Linked DNA regions of Ovis aries: region 2 is linked to region 1. Evidence: chromatin contacts called from public Hi-C data. All regions are on one chromosome and are shown on one strand. Each heading gives the region's core, a stretch centred on a gene start, on an enhancer-like site or on the middle of the called end of the contact. The rest is flanking DNA. Distances are from core to core; before and after follow the strand shown. Region 1 holds the start of PREPL (prolyl endopeptidase like). Region 2 holds the start of PPM1B (protein phosphatase, Mg2+/Mn2+ dependent 1B).

The links. Hi-C and Micro-C count contacts between places; a contact is called where the count stands out from the background.
Region 2: a Hi-C map of muscle shows a contact between it and region 1, with 6 times the contacts expected there. The contact joins the promoter of PPM1B here to the promoter of PREPL in region 1. A contact is called at or near these places in 2 of 16 Hi-C or Micro-C datasets (blood and muscle).

The regions. Positions count from the first base shown.
Region 1 is chr3:79,963,192-79,971,066 of ARS-UI_Ramb_v3.0, forward strand. It overlaps PREPL (prolyl endopeptidase like), which reads left to right and starts at 4,102. Exons shown (of 15, transcript XM_060412217.1): 1 at 4,102-4,205; 2 at 5,580-6,118. The coding sequence starts at 5,900. CAMKMT (calmodulin-lysine N-methyltransferase) reads right to left here and starts at 3,719. Exons shown (of 11, transcript XM_027966883.3): 1 at 3,509-3,719. The coding sequence starts at 3,646.
Region 2 is chr3:80,149,324-80,156,375 of ARS-UI_Ramb_v3.0, forward strand. PPM1B (protein phosphatase, Mg2+/Mn2+ dependent 1B) reads right to left here and starts at 4,390. Exons shown (of 5, transcript XM_042246234.2): 1 at 3,970-4,390.

The DNA of each region.
Region 1 (7,875 bases), core at 2,852-5,351:
AAATATTAATTGTAAAATACAGAAAATATTGGAGAGTGAAGGTAGAGGGCCACGAGATAGCACTGGAGCCCTAGTGGAAACACAGGATTGTGAGAAGAAAAAAGGAGACATAAGCAGATGTCATCAAAAAAGCAAGAGAGCTCCAGAAAAACATCTATTTCTGCTTTATTGACTATGCCAAAGCCTTTGACTGTGTGGACCACAATAAACTGTGGAAAATTCTGAAAGAGATGGGCATACCAGACCACCTGACCTGCCTCTTGAGAAACCTGTATGCAGGTCAGGAAGCAACAGTTAGAACTGGACATGGAACAACAGACTGGTTCCAAATAGGAAAAGGAGTACGTCAAGGCTGTATATTGTCACCCTGCTTATTTAACTTCTATGCAGAGTACATCATGAGAAACGCTGGGCTGGAAGAAACACAAGCTGGAATCAAGATTGCCAGGAGAAATATCAATCACCTCAGATATGCAGATGACACCACCCTTATGGCAGAAAGGGAAGAAGAACTAAAGAGCCTCTTGATGAAAGTGAAAGAGGAGAGTGAAAAAGTTGGCTTAAAGCTCAACATTCAGAAAACTAAGATTATGGCACCTGGTACCATCACTTCATGGGAAATAGATGGGGAAACAGTGGAAACAGTGTCAGACTTTATTTTGGGGGGCTCCAAAATTACTGCAGATGGTGACTGCAGCCATGTAATTAAAAGACGTTTACTCCTTGGAAGGAAAGTTATGACCAACCTAGACAGCATATTAAAAAGCAGAGATATTACTTTCCAAACAAAGGTCTATTTAGTCAAGGTTATGTTTTTTTCAGTAGTCATGTATGGATGTGAGAGTTGGACTATAAAGAAAGCTGAGTGCCTAAGAATTGATGCTTTTGAATTGTGGTGTTGGTAAAGACTCTTGAGAGTTCCTTGGACTGCAAGAAGATCCAACCAGTCCATCCTAAAGGAGATCAGTCCTGGGTATTCATTGGAAGGACTGATGTTGAAGCTGAAACTCCAGTACTTTGGCCACCTGATGCAAAGAGCTGACTCATTGGAAAAGACCCTGATGCTGGGAAAGATTGAGGGCAGGAGGAGAAGGGGATGACAGAGGATGAGATGGTTAGATGGTTGTCACCGACTCGATGGACATGGGTTTGGGTGAACTCCAGGAGTTGGTGAGGGACAAGGAGGCCTGGCGTGCGGCGGTTCATGGGGTCACAAAGAGTCGGACATGACTGAGCGACTGAACTGACTGACTGAAGCTGATGTCATGAAGATGTCCCATAAGAAAGGGAAAAATAATTCATATCTCTAGTATTGTTCAGATTTCTCAGTTTTCCAGTTCTGAATGCTCATAAGATACAAATGGTCTGCTCACTTGAAACATATTTACAAAGAGCCTGAAAATGTTTAAAACACATGGCAGATTCAGTTATTACAGAAAAAAATTCACTTTCTCCCCTGCCCTCTCCAAGGAAAAAAAAAAATTTTTTTTTCTGCCCCGTTGACTAAGATTCTTATTTTGACCAACAGGATATTAGTAAATATTTAAAATATTAATATGTTTCAGTGGTTGCATTTGCTCTCTTATACCTCTGTCATCACCATGAAAACATGTTAGCTAACTCATCTCAGGATTAGAGGCATGTGGACCAAGCATGCAGCCTAGAGCCACTCAGCTGATCGCAGCCTGTCAGTGGCCCACAAACAGAATAAACGCTCACTGTTGTACGCAACAGTATGTGATGTATGTAATGGCATTGCATACAACAGTACATGTATGTATTAATATCTGATGGTGTGGTTATTTGTTACTCAGTGATAGCTCTCTGATACAATACACTGAGGATAAGATCCTGTGGGCCACTTAAAGGCTGTCCTTATTTTCAGGCTTTCCACAACACATAACAGTTATCTACTAAAAATTAACTACCCAGGCCCTGTGCAGAAGATGGAGGTTAATAAAATAACATCATTCCCCGAGGAGAATTCCTATTCTCATGAGAAAGATGGATTCTAATCAAATGGTCTTAAAATAGTGTGAAAGGGGGTTACGCATAGAGTCACCTATGGGTCTAACTCAGCCCATAGGAGTCAGCAGAGGCGTCACATAAGAGGCGATTGACACAGAGGTCTGAAGGATGAACAGTCATTTATTAAGTAGAGAAGATGATAGAAAGACTCTAAGCAGTGAGCACAAATATACCAAAACATTAAATTTCAAAGCGTGAGGGGAGTTCAAATGGCAGCCATGGCTAAAACTCACTTTTATGCTAAAGTAGACAGCAACTCAGAATGAATATAAATGATGGTCAACTCGAGTTTTTACTAAGAATCACTTGTCATCATAATAAGGTTTGATTGATCAATTTAAAGCCTTAATTTACTATTTTGATAATTCAACTTTGTTTACTTCACTACAGAAAGTTCCTACAATAATGATCTATAAGGACATGTATTTTATTATCCTATAATACCATCTGTAACACTAATAGCAAAACCAGATCATGAATGCTCTGCAAGGGCTGTCAATGTGTCAGCAAAGAAAAGGTCTTTGTGTCATGACAGCACTGTAATGCCACAGTATGAAAAGACGACTCCCGACAACTGCAAACAAAGTAACCCCCAAAATACTAAACACACAATATCAAATAAAGTGGCAGTAGCTGAGAAACTCTTCTCAAAATACAAATCAGAAACGCAAAGTGTCCCACTGAATAAAGGTTTCAGCAGGAAACCCCAGGCAGAAGCATAACATTGAGGTATCAACAACAGATTTCACTTCAAGCACTTTGGCAAGGAGTGTCAGTGATGTCAAATAAGAAAATTTTCCAACTGGCACACCACTGAAGTTACCCGCAACAGTGGCATCTTCGAAGTGCTAAAAGATAATCGCCAGTAAACAACATACAGAGACGCAAGGATTTCACTGATCACTTCAAACCACAAGATAAACAAGTAACTATCGCGTGGAAGAGAAGGGGTGGGCGGGGGCAGCTCTTACAACTCCCTTGGCTCTCAGCTCCACGGAAGAAACCGAAGCAACACGTGCAACGCCACAGTCCCTACACAGTCAACCACGCTGATCACCAAAAGAGGGGCCAGATTTGGGGCTAGAAACAGGCTGGGAGTTAAGAAGCAAGGAGAAGAAACCAGGGGAAGAAAGTAAAACGGAAGCAGAAAAGGGCAGTATGGGCTGCGGAGCGGCGGTTCCACCAACCCTGCTGGCGGGCAAGAAGAAAAGTCCCTCAGATGCAGACTAATGTCTAGGAAGGAATCTTCTACTTAGTTCGGAGTTTCCCAGGACTCAGCTCTGGCTGCCCCCTCCCTACCGATGCCACCTGATGCCTCCCTTTTTGGTGGGACCCGTAGGTGAACCAAGGGGGCGCTCCTCAGGCGGCTCCTGATAAAATTGTGAGGGAACTCCCCGAGCTTCCAAGGGAAGAGGAGCTACAGATAGCTTGCGAGGGGAGTGGCCAGAGGCAATAGTGAATTAAGAGAGCTCTCCCTTACCTGCCGCAGGAGCTTCCACCGGGCGGCACCCAACGGCGCCGAGGCTGCGGATCCCGGAGCGGCGCCGCTGTTTGCCTGGCCCTCGCCTGCCGTCTGCTCTGCTTGACCGGCGGCGGCGTCAGAGACTTGAGATTCCATTCCGCTAGAGCCTCTTATACCTGAGATCCCGCCGCCACAGCTCTCCCCTGCCAGGACCTGCCTACTTCTTCCCAGTCAGGACCTGTGACGCCAGGCCTCCCTCCCTCTGCCCTAGCTCCCGAGCCCTCCCCGAATGCCGCATTTCCGGTAGTCGCGTCTCCTTAGCAACCAGGGCAGCGCGACTCTCGTCACTGCACCATTTTGCTGGTGGCCATCTTGAGTGAGGGCAGACCAGAGGGTGCGAGAACTGTGGCAGATCTAGCGCGACCCTGCCCCTTTTTGTTCTCCTCTCTCCTGTTTCAGTTCGAGTTCTGAAGACTAGCAAAGATCCAAAAGATTTGTATTTTGAGCAATAATGATCTCAGAAGGAGAAAAATCCACTCCTGACCACAATAAAGATGGTGGAATCTGCTTAGAGCGCGTGCTAGTTGGGGGTTACGTAGAACGCGTGCTGCAAACTAGCTCTCGGCGACACTGGGTAGGCAGTGGTTCTGCTAGCTGCAGAACGCAGTCTTCGGCAGGACGCGGTCGAGGTGACAGCTGCACTCCTTCCTGAGAGGTTCGGGTCCTCTGGGCGTGCCTTTACTCGTTTCGGTATCTAGAGCCAGGCTGATTTTCAATTTGCGTACGTATTGGGGGGCGTAGGCTGGGGGGTCTCGTCCCTTCACCTCTTCCTCTCCCCATCCAGCCATCCCTCAGTCCTTTAGTCCTAGCTTTTTGACCGATGTCACTTAACTGCGTGACACATGGTACCACTCTCTCGCCTCGGATGCACAGGAAAAACGAATAGGTTCTCCCAGGAACGCCCGTGTGTCTGCCCTACCCCCATCGTTAACCGGCTGTCTTCTCCCTGCGGGTGGAAGATGGATGGATGGAGGCTGCCGGCAGGGATGTAGTCATTTAGAGCCTTTCTTTTATTTTCTCATACTTTACTTAATTTCTTTGTTTTTGCTGCTATCGGCTGCTCATTCCCTACTTCAACTCTCCTTTATTTTTGCTACTTCGTAGCAGATCCGAGCTGTGGTAAAGCTGACGCAGTATTTTCCCTTTGCTACCCAGAAACATTTTGTGGAAGACTTTCGTGATGACATTCAACAGTGTGCAACATATCTAGATATTTCCTATCCAAAAAATAGTAGCCAAGGGTTACTGAGTGGTTACTGCGTCCCAGGCACTTGATTAAGGGTTAAGCATAACTTATTGTTTCATTCTTAGAATAGTTAGTGGGGTTATTATCTCTGTTTTACACAGGAGGAAGCTAAGCACAGGTGGTAAGTGCAGGAGTGAAGACCTGAACCCAGGTTTCTCTGACTTAACTACTCACTAGCCTTACTTACCTTGCTAGATAGGTTAAAAAGAACGGGCTTTCCAACAGGAGACAGATGGCATCACATTTCCTGTGTGCATCCTGAAGTGTTTTTTGCAACTAAAGAGCTTTAACATCAAAGTCCAGTTGTTTTTATTTGCAGATAGACATTTCTCTATCACTTTCTGTAGAGGTGACCTGGGGTAGTTGCTTAAACCTCCCTGAGCCACAGTTTGCTCACCTGTAAGATCCACATAATAGCGACTGTATCAGATTCCTATGAAGTTTAAATTAGATCAAGTATATAAAAGCATCTGGCATGTAGGAAACACTCAATAAATACTAATACCTTCTCTGCCTTTATTCAGTAATTAGTCTTTTCCAGTTCATCCTGCATATATTGTGTTGGCCGAAAAGTTCATTTAGGTTTCTCCATAACATCTTGTGAAAAACTGGAAGGAACTTTTTGACCAACCCAATACACATAAAAGATAAGATCTGAATTATGTAAAATCAAAGCCGGTTTGCCTTTTAAAGCCCTCAGAGTTCCTGAGATGCCCCCATTAAGTCTTTGTATTTATTGCAGATTTTTATTTTGTTTTTTCGTTTTTGTTTTTTTTTTTTTAGTTTGCCCATGTGTGTACCAGAATCAGTGCTGCATAGTTTGAGCCTGATAAGATTGACCTTACTAAAGAGACATTTAAGTCACATCTGCCAAGAAATATGACTTGAATGAAACTAACTTGTACAAGTTTTCAATACTTTTAACCTGAGTTATCAGCTGTCTGCAGTTATTTGTAACCTGAGGGGTACACAGCCCCAAAGGGGAAAGTTAAGAGCTGCAGATCTTAGATGCTCTGAGAACCCACTGCTGTACAGTCATTCCTATGAAAATCATTCATGTGCTGGCAGCCCATAAGAGAGCGTAAACCAGGGACTTTGATACCATGCAGCAGAAGAGCAAACTGTTTCTCCAAGCCTTGAAGTATAGTATTCCTCACCTTGGGAAATGCATGCAGAAAGAGCACTTGAATCACTGTAACTTCGCTGATCATTATTTCAATAGAATAAAATTGAAAAAATATCACCTAACCAAGTGTCTGCAGAATAAACCCAGGATCTCAGAGTTAGCAAGAAACATCCCAAGTCGGAACTTCTTATGTAAGGTATGGACTGTTTAAATTAACCTCTGTGTAGGCCTTAAATACTAATTTTAGCTTAAAAATAAAGAATGGGTAGGAGATCAGTTACTAATTTTTTCAGTAAATCTAGTTTGATTTTTTTAATGGTCAGACTCAATTGTAGTATATGTAAGTATAAAAGAATATATACATATATATTTATAGAGCTCTAATGTAATATGTAAAAATGTACATTTATAAAAAATGATTCCCCTTAGGAATTCCTTCCTGTGCTACCAGTGCAGCTTAAAGTATAATTTGCCTTCTAAAATTCCTGGACTGTTATAATAACTCTTAATAAAATCTAATAATATGCTGATTGTTTTATGAATCCAAAATTAGTAAACTTTAGTGAAAACCACTTAATTGTGCTACTTCTCTGTTAAAATTGAAAAAAGGATTTGCATTCTTGACCACTGTATTCCTCTAGAAGATGCTTTCGGGCTATTGTACTCTGGCCAGCCCCCAAGCATGACCTCAACCTTGAGGACCTATTGCCCTTGTATGTAGAATGAGCACATTTCCTCTGTTGCCTCCAACAGTCTCAGTCTACACCTATTGTCCATTTATAGTTATTGACAGTGTCCCCTTTCCTCCCAGAAGTGCCTTAGGTTGGCAAGTTATGTGCTCATCCTAGTTATTTGAGTTAAGCAGCTGGCGCTGTTGCCCCTTTGACATCACCTCCCCTACCGCATACTTGCTATGTCCTTAGGTTCCTTAAATGGCCTTTAGGAGTGATATTCTTGCAATATTTTAGCATATTTTGTTATTTTCGTATTTTAATTTCTAGTTTCATACTAATATTTTTAGTCTCTTTTGACTTTTTTATTGTAGTAGAGTATATGTAACAAAATTTTCCATTTTAACCATTTGAAGTGTATAATTCCATGACATTAATTACATCACAGTGTTGAACAGCTGTTACCACTATTTCCAAAATCCTGTGGTCACCTGAAAAAAATATACCTAGAATTCCCCACTCCTGCCTTTCCTGAACCGTGGAAAACTTTAACCTACTTTATGTCTCTATAATTTGCCCATGTTAGATAATTCATATAATTGGAATTATATAATATTTGTCCTTTTGTGTTTGGTTTATTTCACTTACATAGTTTTCAAAGTTCACCCATATTGTAGCATATATGGGAAATTTGTTCCTTTTAGTGGCTGAATAATACTTCTTTTATAAACCATATTTTATTTATCCATTCATCTGTTGATAGACACTTGAGCAGCTTCTTCTGTTTATAAAAATGATTTTTTAATCTTATTTTACTCAATTCTTGTGATTTTTTGTTTCATTTTTGTTCTTTCATTAGCTCATATTTATTTATTATGGGGCATTTTTATTGTTGTTTGCTTTCAACTTTTTAATCTTAGTCCTAGACTTCTGCTCTTTACATTTCGGTCATCCAAATTTTTCTTTTTATAGCATCTTAGTTTAGTTTAGCACTTTCCTTTTTTACTCAAGTTTTTCAGTGTCTTTTATTTCATTTTTACCCTTTGCGTTTGTATTTGTACACATGTCCTACTTGAGAAAGGTAAACTTTAAAATATTACCTATTGGACACATTTTAGACATTTATATCATTATATTTTGAATTGTATCTGGAACATTTTGTTATCTTGTGCTTTTATCCTTAGTCTCAATTTATAAATAGTAGGCAGGAATTACCCTCAGAGTGACAGCTGTAAGATTAGCTCACACCCTATGCAGGAGTTGGACTATTTTTTCCCTCTAC
Region 2 (7,052 bases), core at 3,140-5,639, 190 kb after region 1:
GCAAAGCACATATTCCAACTAGTGTTATGTCTCTAAACTTTAAGATCTTTAATTTTCAAGAAATCAATTTAAAGCCAATAAACATAATCTTGATAATTCAACATACTCCAAAAGAAAACTCTGAATCCATTTTCACATAAGTTTACCATTACACTTATTAAGTCATAAAAGCTTTAAATTAGCAAACTATGCTTTAAATGTTACAAACCAATTAAATGTTTAATTATTAGAAGTTAAACGCTACACTTGACTGTTAAACTACTGGGTTCCAAAGTTAAATAAGTTATTATGAAGTGTACATCTGTTACGGTATAGAAGGTGTGGTCAGAAGCTAGCTACAGAAAAAGAAAAAAACTTGAGAAACTCTGTATCATGACTTAACCATAATTCAGAGCAAAATGTTTATATCTATTATTAAGGGTACAAGTAAAACACTCTGAAAACTTGAAAAAAAAAAAAGTATAAGCAACCATATGTACTTGTTTCCTAGGTTGCTAGTTGATATTAAAAACTCAATCTCAAAATCATCATAAAATTTGATAAATGAAACTACTGTAGACAGACTACACTTTTGAAAGTTTTGTAACTTTAGCAAGAATTCAGTGAAGACTTATTTTTATAACACTGATTCGACTACTTGATCAAATCATTCTAAATGGTGGTGGTTTGGGGACAAACCAGAGAAAACGCTGAAAAGTATAACTCAAGTCAAATATACACAAGGAGATTAAATCACCTTAGAAATATTTCACTTGAAAAAAAGATTTCAAAATGGCTAATCACAGATATTAGCATACTTAGTTTAAAACACTGAAAGTTACTTTATTTTAAATCAATGTTTTCATGTAAAGAAGTACCACCACCTAAAACAGGAATAAAATGAAAGGGATATTGAACTCCATGTATCTTTTTTTTCACCTATATTTGTGAGGTCAGCTGCTAAAAGCTGATGACAAGCTCTATCATTCTATAAATTTTATGATAAAGCAAAAAGTATAAAAATCAATACGTCCCAATCTACAATATTTTACCTTGACTGTTAAGTTTGAGTACAGGACAGCAAGGTGGACGGCAATCTAGATTACACTTCTGGGGTTTTCTCAATTTCCAGGAATCTTATCTCAAATCCCCAATTAATCAATCCTCCTAATTCACAATTCTGATATAATATATGATACATTCTAAAATAAAACTTTAAAGTTGCTAAAATAAATTCAGTATTCAGTTTCAATCCAAATTCTGAAATTAGCTAAGGAAAAATTAAAAGAATCAGTTACAGTGTGAAAAAAATCATTGAAATCCATATTCCCCCAAATCCTTACTGCTCCCTATAATTTTAACCAAGGATTACCTGAAAATTTTGTAATTTGAAAAACTTACAACTCTTAGAACACTGAAACTGTCAGTTTTTGTCAACTAACTTCTTCTTAAATCAGTGAACTGTGAAAGTCATATTTCACAAAAAAGTAAAATACTGAGTTTTATTTTAATAAATTAATTTTATTCATGCTATTAATATCTTATGAAGGACTACTGTAGAGTTAGGATCATACTATTTTATTACTTTCTACGTTAGATGTCAAAAAATATTTCTAAATAATTACACATAGTATACAAACATTCATATAATGTAGACAAAATGTGTAACTAACACCAATGAGTGTGTGTCTGTGTCTGTGTGAAGGGGGAACATTCACTCCCAGTATCATGTGTAGTAAATGTTTACCAATCCACCTACAAGGACATGTGTGCAAATTCTTCCATTACAGGCTCAGCCAATTTTTAATGAAACACTATGATTGCTAAACAATCCAATGGCAAATGCTACTCTTCCACAAATGCCAAGCGAAAGTCTATCCACACATTTTAATTCAAAGGACTCCATAAGAAAATTATGTAAGAAAATAAACTGTCAATGAGAGCCACTTTTTCTGACCTTGTCAAATTGTGAACGAGGTGTTCTTATTTTAGAGACTATCCCACTTCTTCAAATGATGTATTCTTAAGGGGTTTGATAATTACATGTGAATTACTAACATAAAATAGTATTTACTGACCTAGCAGACAAACTGAAAAGGCTTTCACTTATTCCTCAAGTCTTTACAGAAAATCAGACACCCACTATAAGAAAACAGGTGTTTAAAGCTCTGTTGGTCACATCTAAGAGAAGAATCACAACATAAATCTAAAGGATAATGTCGAAGAAACTGGGGAAAACTTAATGGTTATGAAAGATATAATAAAAATACTATTCCATATTGACAATGCAACATAAAGAAACACTGCAGAAACTGTGGTAAGACTTTATGAGAGCAAAAATAAATGATGAGAAAACACAAACGACCATTAAAAAAAAATAGACAAAGAAGCAACTGAGAGAAAGCAGCACAGTAAAAATCAGGATTATCCCTGAAAATCTGTTGACTAACAAAATCTGTTCAAATACTAAATAAAAGTGTTATTGAAACCACTGTCTGTTCAAGAAGCCTACAAAATTATTCCTTTAATAAATTACCATTATTCAATAGTGTAATTTTAGCTATATTTTTAAAAGGCTGTACACTTGGAAAATACTATAATAATAATTAGAATAACCTGCCTCACTATTTATTTAGAAATGCACTATTTAAAAGTAGGCCAACAATAATAACTTTGCTATTGCACAACAGAAAAAGTAAATGAAATAATGTCTATTAGCATTCAGTGTTGGTGGCATACTTTTCCATCCACTGGAACATACTGGCTTGCACTATCTACCCTGAACAATTTACCACTTCTGCATCCACGCAGTAGCGCAAATAAAATGAGTTCCTGTGTTAATCCCGCAATAAACCTCGGTAATTCTCACATCACAGGAGTTGTAAACGATTGTTAACCGAAAAAGAATGTTTCTCCTAAAATAGCTACATAACACTGAGACTACTCAAATTCCTAAATAATCCTTTTTACAAGACTCCCGCCAACTTTATTTTGATACATTAAACATGTGGAGCCTGTTTTAAAAGGTAGTTAGCAGTGCCTTCATCAAAACAGCTTCCTAGTTGTTGTTATGTCTTCTTTCTAAAGTTTCCAAGTTGTTTTTAAGCCAACTTGAATACTGATGAATGTGGGTCGCTATTAAACGCTTAAAATGGGCAAATGTTCTAGAGCTAGTCAATCTGACATTGGAGGTCATGCAACTTGAAAAATGAAATAACTCTTACAACACTCACTGAGCTCTTCATTTTTAAAATAACTTCAGGGCTATTTCCACACTCTGCATTTAATAACACAATTTTTTAAAACGGACAGGCTCAGTTAATCAAAAAACTGATCTGCCGCTTCAAACTGGTGAGTCTATTCTTAATGGGCCTCTGGTGGATTTGGAATACTGACGATAGTAGCTTCACTGTAAAAAGACAGACATCCGAAAAGGACTGCTCGGAAGGGCAAGGAAGGAAGCCCGGAGTCGGCTGAGAAGAGAAAGAGAAACGATTTAAAGTCACTAAGGAAAAAGAAGGTGATGAGACGCAGAAATAGAAGAGCGAGAAAGAAGATTTAACAAGGAAGTGAAGTGGAGCGCAGAGGGCAGAAGCTAATAAGGAAACAAATGGGAAAAGGTAGTGTTTTCATATAGGCATGCACCAGGACGGAACGAGTTAAGGCCTGGAGTAGCCCCAGTGCTTTCAGATGATAGAGATGCTCGCAGAGAACAAGAACAAGCAGTTTACTTTCAGACGTTGAAGCAAACTAAAATTCCCGGCCCCGAGCCTCTCCCAACCTCGGCCGAGCGCGGAGGCGGCGGGGAAGGGGCCTAGCCAGGAGCCAGGCCCGGCGTACCGCTCCTCCGGGCTCCGCGGCCCAAGAAAAGAGGCGAGGATTAGAGGGCAGAGATCCCAGCCGAGGCTCGGCGGCACCCCGAAAACGGTCCGGGGCCTCCGCGGTGCCCGCGAGCCGCTTCCCCTTCGCCGGGTCGCCCAGCGGCCTTACCTGGGGCGAGGGAGGGAGGCGAGGTCTAGGGCGTCCGCTCGCGACCGCCGCAGAGCCCCCCTGCTGCACTCAGCCCAGGCTTCCAACGGAGGCGCGACCCTGCCTCAGCCGCCGCTTCCCGCTCGGGGTCTTGGCCACCGCCTCCGCCGCCTCCGGGGCTGTTTACACCCTCGGGCCCCGCACGCCGCCGCCGCCGCCGCTGCCGCCTTCTTTCCACCCTAGCGCCGCTGCCGATTCGGCCGCCGCCACCTCCTCCGCCGCAGCCTCGTCTCTCTGGAGCATCTTCCAGCCACCTAACCCTGAGAAACAGAGACTCCAGCCGCGCCGGCAGGAAACTCCCCCGCAACTGCTAGGGGGACGAGGCGGTCAGAGCACCGGCGGCTTTTCCGCCATTGAGCAGCAGCCGCTCCGCTCCTTCTGCAACGCCCTCCCCGCACCCTGTCCTTCCCCGCCCCTCGGAGAGCCCCGCCCCCATTCCCACCCATTGGGACGCCACGCGGCCTCTCACTGAAGCCGGTTGGTTGGCCGGCCCGTCAATCACCGCCCTCCCAGTCCGGCAGCCCCAGTAGCTCCGTCCTTAGTTTTCCCCGCCCACAAGGCCCCGCCCTTGGGCTCTTAGTTTCCCATTGGACACAAGTGACCATTTTCAATTGGCAAGGTCAGCTATCCATCAAACACCGCCCACTGAGTGAGACCCAACCCATCATTACCCTTTACTTCATTCAGCCCCGCCTCTGCTATGCCGCGCAGATATCAGGGACCAACCCACCCTAACAGACATAAGTAGAGACCGTCGTCAATCAAGTAACGCCCACCTGCGCTCTGCCTCTCAGAGCCCAGACCCTAGCGATTCTCTTTTGTTATTGGTCCAAATGGTGGCCCGAACTTTCAATCATTGGCTTTCTTTACATGTCTGTCACGGAACCAATTTCCAAGTCCGTCACACCGGCTTTTTTTAAATAAACGCGCAAAAGGCGGGGAAGTATTCGAAAAGCGATTGGCTAGTCCTCCAAAACGGTCAAACCTAGAGAGTCTGTGAGGAGCCTTTTCGTTCTGTGAAGACCGTGCCCCTTTATTTTTGACCTCTAAGCCTTGCGTAAAACCAAACGCCATAAAGGAGCCAATGGGCTGTCCAATTATAGGTGTGGAGGCCTAGTCCCACCCGGAATTGCAGGGGGTTCGCTGCTGATTGGCAAACAAAGTCCTACTAGGCCCTCATTGGAAGATATAAACGCCTCTCTTAGACGTAGAGACGAGAAGGATGGCGCAGGCGAGGGCAAGAAGCGATCCAAGGAGAGGCGGTTGTTTTGCTTTAGCCAGCGGGTGGGGCGCACGCGGGAGAGGGAAACTCAGAAGGCAGGGCTCTGGGGGAGGTGGTGCGGGGAGGAGAAAGGCCCGGATGTTCCCTAACAATGAAATCATCGCCGACCAATCAGAGCAGCTGCACTGGACTACCTGCCTGACCTGTCCCCGTAAGGGAAGAAAAGGAGTTAGAGAGCGGGAAATTGGGGTGTGTGGAGAGGCCAAAAAGCGATGTAAGAAAATAAGACAGGTGATTCCTTCGGAAGGATTCTGTGCTGTTGCTGCTGCTGGTGCTAAGTCGCTTCAGTCGTGTACGACTCTGTGCGACCCCATTGACGGCAGCCCACCAGGCTCCCGCGTCCCTGGGATTCTCCAGGCAAGAACACTGGAGTGGGGTTGCCATTTCCTTCTACAATGCGTAAAAGTGAAATCGCTCAGTCGTGTCCGACTCTTAGCGACCCCATGGACTGCAGCCTACTTGGCTCTTCCGTCCATGGGATTTTTCAGGCAAGAGTACTGGAGTGGGGTGCCGTCGCCTTCTCCCTCTGTGCTGTTAGGGGTTATTTTTATTTCTTCTAGGCCCGCACTACCTGGCATTCAGCCCTTAGCATTTCCGTGTTTTGTTTCTTAGTCAACATTGATTTTAGAAACTCTTGGCCTAGGCTTTGACATTCGTTCGCTCCACGGTTATTGAACGCCTGCTATTTGTCAGGCCCTGTACGTAGAGCTGAAGTACAAAAATAAATTATAAGATGATGCTTGCTGTAACTGAAACATGATAGAGACGGTGATGACCCAAAGGATCTTTCCTGTAAATTTACAGAGGAAGGCTTAATGCAGGATTAATCTAGAATAAATGATTCAATAAGAGGATGAAAGAAGTGGACATAATTCTTCCAGCAACTGAATTAGACTAAAAGGTGCATTCATGCATGCTAAGTCACTTCACTAGTGTCTGACTCTTTATGACACTATGAACCATAGCCCACCCAGGCTCCTCTGTCCATGGGATTCTCCAGGTCCCTTCCCCGCCTGTCTATGGGATTCTGTCCATGGGATTCTCTGCTCCTTCCCCACCCCCAACAAAAAGAAAATTAAAATGTAATGAAATTTTTCATTTTTTCCAATGAAAATGCCCTGAAAGAGAATTTAACCTTTGTTCATACTTTGGTGTAAATTGGTTTGGGCGGACAGTTAAGCTAAGACCCAAAACAATGTTACTCAACTTAGGTGCTGTCAGTGTTTTGGGGAGAAGGGCAGATTTAAAAATAGGGTGATTGTCCTGGCCTTTGTGAGGATAGCAGAAATAAAGGCTTGACTGCCATTCAGATTTCTTAATCTACTCAAGTTTGTGTAAGGATAGTGTTTCTTACAGCATGATGGCTAGACCACCAGCATCAGAATCACCTGGGAAGCAGATTCCTGGGTCCACTCACATCTCTAATAGCAAGGACCCAGGGGATAAGACAAGTGAATTTTTAAACAATTCTCACACGTAGTTTTTATGCACTCCAGTGATTGAGGTAGCATAATGGAAACACTGTGAGTTAAAATTCAGTTTCCCTACTTTTGCATGTTGGGAAGAAAAATAATAAGAAACGAAATAGCCCATTTAGATTTTGCCTTTCTCTTGTCCCCCTCATTATCAGTATGGGATCATACAGTTCTCAGGAAATATTTCTTAAATGATTCACAGAATCTATTTCTTTAGATCATACTCCTTTGCCTGACATGCCTTATATAGGGGTAAGGGAATCTAGGATCCCAGGTTCCAAAATAGG